Linked DNA regions of Mus musculus: region 1 is linked to region 2. A link is a contact called in public Hi-C data. All regions are on one chromosome and are shown on one strand. Each heading gives the region's core, a stretch centred on a gene start, on an enhancer-like site or on the middle of the called end of the contact. The rest is flanking DNA. Distances are from core to core; before and after follow the strand shown. Region 1 has its middle 28 kb from the start of Lnpep. Region 2 overlaps Lnpep (leucyl/cystinyl aminopeptidase).

Region 1 (2,700 bases), core at 127-2,626, 71 kb before region 2:
AAAGTGGTGCCAGGCACCACAAGAATAACAGAAAGTGGTGCCAGGCACCACAAGAATAACAGAACTGTGCTGTTTTCTGCAGTTTTGTTTTGTTTTTTTACTTTTTTTTAATAAAGTGTGCTTAATGTCTCTACAATTTTGTTCAAATGACTGCAGAATCTGGAAAAGTTGTTGCTGCTGTATTGACGGGTTTTTTTATACATAGTGCTATTACTGGTCTCTCTCTATATATATATGTATAAATTTTTATATATGTAATATATGTATAATATATGTACATACGTATATATAATTTGAATTTTTGAACCTTTAGCTGTGCTGTTAACTTTGGAAAAAAGTTCTCAGTTTACTGTGTTGAGTTGGCATTGTAAAGAAATTAACAGCCATATTGGTCTCGAAATGTTGAACTTAATTTTTTTCCATTTGTACAAGGTTAACACAATGTATGAAATATGTAAGGTTTTATCTATGTGAGTCTGGTTACAAAAACTTATAAAGTATTTTCTAAATAATGAAAACATTTTTGTGTGAATTGTAGTGATCAAAGTGCACACGTATGGGGAAAACCTAGTGGGAAGACATCAGTGCCAACAGTGTGTGGAAGAATAATAATGATAATGATAATAAACAGGGGTAACCAACATTGATTTTAAGTTTTTATAGCTAACACAGGTTACTTGTTCAACTTGTTCCTGGTCCACAGTTGCTGGCTTGTTTCCTGCCTGATTGTGATTTAGTTACAGGGTTATTTTGTTCCAGGACTGATTTATAGATGAGAAACTAAGGTTTGTTTTTTTTTTTTTTCTTTTCTTTTCTTTTCTTTTTTGTTTTGTTTTTTGTTTTGTTTTTTTGTTTTAGCTTAATTTAATATCCTAGTTTCTGTTACAGCAGCCACAACAAATTCAAGAGTAAACACATTGCACCTTCTAGTGAGGAGGGCTTCCGACCTCTACACTGTCCAACCTAGACTTTCAGCAGGTTCCCCAAACCTGCTAGCATAGCCAGGAAGGGCTGGCGGCTAACACACAGGAAACTGGCTGATTAGTTATAAAAATGTGAGAAAGCCAGCAGGGTAGTTTGCCCACTTTTTACTCCACAAATACACCGTAGTGAGGCTTGGTATTCTCATACTGCCTCATAGATTTCGCACAGAACCAAGAATATGCTCATTCTGTTCCCCCCACTTTCTGCTTCTCTTCCTTTGCTCCTTCCTTAGTTTCTCTGATATTACACGTAATGACTCCGTTACTATGAACAGCAAAATACTTATCATAATGCTTAATGACTCAATTATTTACCATTCCTTACAGTGTCTGTAGGTTAGAGATTCAGACAGGGTCAATGAGGATGACTCATCTCTGCTCTGCAATGTCTGGGGGCCTCAGAACCCATGAAAGGCAGAGTGGGGTAATCTGAGCCCCACTTACTCTATTGCCTTGTTGTAGGCACTATCACCTAGAGGGACTTACATTGCAGTTTCAGCTAGGTTGTTAGTGTTGTTTCTTCACATTGACCCCAATTTTGCCACAGCATTGACTTAGAGTCCAAGGAAAGAGAGATGAAACACAGTGACAGAGTTTGCGGGACACTTAAAAATCATCTTTCTATGGTTTTACTGTGGGATTTTTTTTCTCCTGTGGTCTTTTTGTTCCCAGAAATAATGACTCTGAGATTTCTTATATATGGATAAATGCCTAGGCCAAAAACCTTGGCTCTGTTCCCCAACAAACTCGTATCTCAATAATCCAATTCATTATGTTCTAAGCATGCCACATGTTTCATGCATCTGTCTCCTAAGTTTGAGTTGAATCTCCCGTGACTGACTGACTTTTTCGAATCTTTCTCTCTCTCCCTCTCTCCCTTTCACTCCCTCTTCATCCCCTCCCCCACCCTCCCTCTCCCTCTCCCTCTCTCTCTCTCTCCCTCTCTCTCTCTCTCTCTCTCTCTCTCTCTCTCTCTCTCTCTCTCTCTCTCTCTCTCTCTCTGCAGAACTCCCACCTCCTATTTCCAGCCTCAGCTCATTGGCCATAGACTCTTTAAATTGACAGGTGATGTAAAGATTCTCTCTACACCAGAAACAGCAGGGAGTTGCATATACAAATTCACAGAAGCTGTGACAACATGCACAAGACCTGTAGAAACTCAGGCCAGATAAAATTCCAACATAAAAGGGATGGTGAGCGGAAATCCCCATCCTTGACTGAGGAGTTTTGGCATTTAATATCTGCTGGAAGTGAGAGAGTCTTTTCTTTTTAAGAGTGCAGCCTCGATTGAGTTGATTACTCTGCAGTGAAGGCAACACATCTGTGAGTATATGGGCAGTACAAACTCTATTTGATATAAAAACTCAAAAGATACAAAGTTAAGTTGAGCGAGAAGGGAAGGGGTGGTTGAATCTAGAAGCAATATGGGAAGTAGATATACATATGATCAAAATACACTGTGTGACATTCCCAACCAACTAATAAAACAAAGCAGGCTTCTGTTGTGATTGTACTCTCTTGCCTCATTACACTTCTGTGTAATTTATTGACTTAGCTGGAATTTATACTACTTGTAGTAGATTGTATCCTACTTGAAGTCAGTGACCCTAAGGTTAAGAAGAGATACATGGTTCCTTGTAAGTCAACTCTGGCACTCCACAGGCATAGAAGCCATCCCCTTTGCATGCCACAGCTATAAAGCACAATATTGCATCAC
Region 2 (2,700 bases), core at 150-2,649:
AATTGATACTGTTGTTCTTCCTGGAGTTGCAATCCCCTTCAGGTCCTTCTGCCCTTCCCCTAACTCTTCCATTGGTGTCCCGGGGCTCAGTCCAATGCTTAGCTGTCAGTATCTGCATCTGTCTTAGTCAGATGCTAGCAGAGGCTCTCAGAGGATGGCCATACCAGACTCTTGTCTGCAAGCACAACTTGGCATCAGCAATAGTGTCAGTGTTTGCTGTCTGCAGATGAGATGGAACCCATGGTAGAGTGGTCTCTGGTTGGTTTTTCCTTCAGTCTCTGCTTCATTTTTGTCTCTGCCTTTCCTTTAGACAGAACCAAATGCCTCCCGTTAGACAGGGACAATTCTGGATTAAAAATTTTGAGATGGGTGGGTGGCCCCATCCCTCCACTGAGGGTCGTGCCTATCTACTGGAGGTCATCTCTTCAGGTTCTGTCTCCCTGCTGTTGGGTATTTTGGTTTATGTCATCCCCTTTGGGTCATGGAAGCCTCTCTCATCCCTGGAGGCTGGGACTTTTTCTAGTGGCTCCCCAAGTTCACCATCCTCCCCCCCCCCCACACACACACACCCGCTACTTATTTCTACTAGTTCTCCTGGCTCTCTGGACTTCTATCTCTTCTATCTCTTCTCTGGTCCTGCTCCCCTCCCCCTTTTTTCTCTCCCCTTCCCTTCTCCCATCCATAGTTGAGTAATAATACTCCATTTGTAGTAGTACTCCATTTTCAAAATGTGTATAAATGTACCACATTTTCTGTATCCATTCGTCTGTTGAGGGACATCTGGGTTCTTTCGAGCTTCTGGCTATTATAAATATGGCTGCTATAAACACAGTGGAGCATGTGTCCTTGTTATATGTTATATGTTATATGAGCATCTTTTGGCCCAGGAGTGGTATAGCTGAGTCTTCAGGTAGAACTATTTCCAGTTTTCTGAGGAAACACCAGATTGATTTCCAGAGTGGTTGTATCAGTTTGCAATCCCACCAGCAATGGAGGAGTGTTCCTCTTTCTCCACATCTTCACCAGAATCAGCTAAGTTTTTGATCCTAGTCATTCTGATTGGTGTAAGGTAGAATCTCAGGGTTAGTTTTGATTGGCATTTCCCTGATGACTAAGGAGGTTGAGTATTGAATGTCCTAATTTCTTTAGGTACTTCTCGGTAGCATAATTTTTACCAATTTCATAATGGAGAAGTAGAAAATGGTTGGCCATCTTACTCTAGTTTCTTTTCTCTCTAAATCAGAAGTGCACAAAAGTACGAATGACAGTTAACTCTTAAAAGGAAATGAGTTCTCTTGACAATGTTCTAGTGAGTTTAGTTACACAATAACAGATATGTACTAGACTGAATGAAGGAAGAGGAAATCATGACATCCAGGCAGAGGAACTAAGTAAAAAAAGGCCTGCCGGGGAGAGATTTCACCTGACTTGTTCTTAGGGTAAGACAGTCTGCTATGGTCTGAGCACATCTAGGAATAGTGTGGTTGGTGCCTGTAGGATTCCATCAATCCTTCTGACATGCATGCAGATCACTGGGTAATCTCCTGAAATTCCTGCCTGGAAGGGAAGGAGTCTGCTTTTGTAAGAAGGTGTGACGTAATACGGGTACTGTGGTCTTCATTCTGTACTTTGAGTAGCAGTTGTAAACTTTACTCTAATATGAGTAGTGTGCATTTATTTTGTGAGTTATAAGTTACCACTGTTTATTCTTTATTGAGCACTATGTTTTCCTGTATATTAAGTAATGTCAGTTATGTTCTAATGTCAGTTATAATGAAATAATATTTTTAATTTCATTACCAGATACCAAATTGTTAAAAGCTCTTCCCTTTCATTAAATTAACATGAGTCAGAAGATGCATTACATTAATGAGAAGATTAAAATTTGAATAAATTGTTTTAGATCTGGGTTGAAATGTACAATTAAATACCTGTCTAACTTTAAGATTAAATTAATCCATTTATGTTTGTTTTTTTCATGCCTTAAATTTAATTTTGTTACTTTATAGAACTCTTGTGAAGATTAGAATTAACTGTAAAGTACCTTGTGAGAACAAATTAAAGATGATTTCAATTTGTTAAACTCTTGAAATCCCTTAAAAGCTGTGATTTTTAATGTAAAATATTGACTGTCCTAATTCTGAGTTATTGAGAGATATGTAGTATTATTTTCCCTTTGCTTCTTCCAACCTTTCTTCAGTGATTCTTGACAAGTATGAGGGGGGCGGGTTATAGCTTAGAAAGCCCCCACTACGTCCCTGCCTTAAGATATGCTGACACTCGTGGTGTTTGTTCTCTTTTAAAGATGGAAACTGCTGTTCTTGTGAATGCTACAGGAGGGTGAAAAAGCAGGTGTTTGAACTGTAGTTGACCTGTTTTTTAAGTTTTTTGTCTGTGATACTGTTTCTTGCTTACCAAAACTTCATAAGTTATTTTCTGCTTTTATTTTGCATTGGGCCAGAAACATCCTTCTCTTGTGTGTGTGTGTGTGTGTGTGTGTGTGTGTGTGTGTGTATACACATTTAAAAAAAAAAAAACCAGTGTGATTCCATAGTCGTTTCCTTACCACAGTCCTGCCCGCCATCTTACCCAAGCAATCGCCCGTTCTCTTGAGGAGCTACCTTTTAAGCCTAGAAGCAGGCAGACCAGTTTATGATTTGCCTGAGGGAGAATGGGTCACAGGAAAGAGACCAGCAACCT

The links. Hi-C and Micro-C count contacts between places; a contact is called where the count stands out from the background.
Region 1: a contact with region 2 is called in a Hi-C map of hematopoietic stem cells, with 4 times the contacts expected there. The contact joins two enhancer-like sites. A contact is called at or near these places in 4 of 15 datasets of contacts at CTCF or cohesin (CD8 T cells, the NIH/3T3 cell line, large pre-B cells and 1 more), 85 of 484 Hi-C or Micro-C datasets (the AML12 cell line, the C10 cell line, the C2C12 cell line and 53 more), 10 of 115 datasets of contacts at active chromatin or transcription factors (CD8 T cells, the HPC-7 cell line, bone marrow-derived dendritic cells and 6 more) and 3 of 9 other capture datasets (adipose tissue, liver and pancreatic islet).

What each region holds. Positions count from the first base shown.
Region 1 is chr17:17,651,082-17,653,781 of GRCm38.p6, reverse strand. No RefSeq gene overlaps it. Among named protein-coding and RNA genes, the nearest start is that of Lnpep, 28 kb to the right of the region's middle. Within about 2 kb of position 1,376, at least 4 of the 459 cell types and tissues checked have an H3K27ac peak or open chromatin away from gene starts, as enhancers often do. A contact at or near this core is called in the HPC-7 cell line and hematopoietic stem cells, where this site is marked.
Region 2 is chr17:17,580,085-17,582,784 of GRCm38.p6, reverse strand. All of the region lies in intron 1 of Lnpep (leucyl/cystinyl aminopeptidase), which reads left to right. Among named protein-coding and RNA genes, the nearest start is that of Lnpep, 43 kb to the left of the region's middle. Within about 2 kb of position 1,399, at least 41 of the 459 cell types and tissues checked have an H3K27ac peak or open chromatin away from gene starts, as enhancers often do. A contact at or near this core is called in the HPC-7 cell line and hematopoietic stem cells, where this site is marked.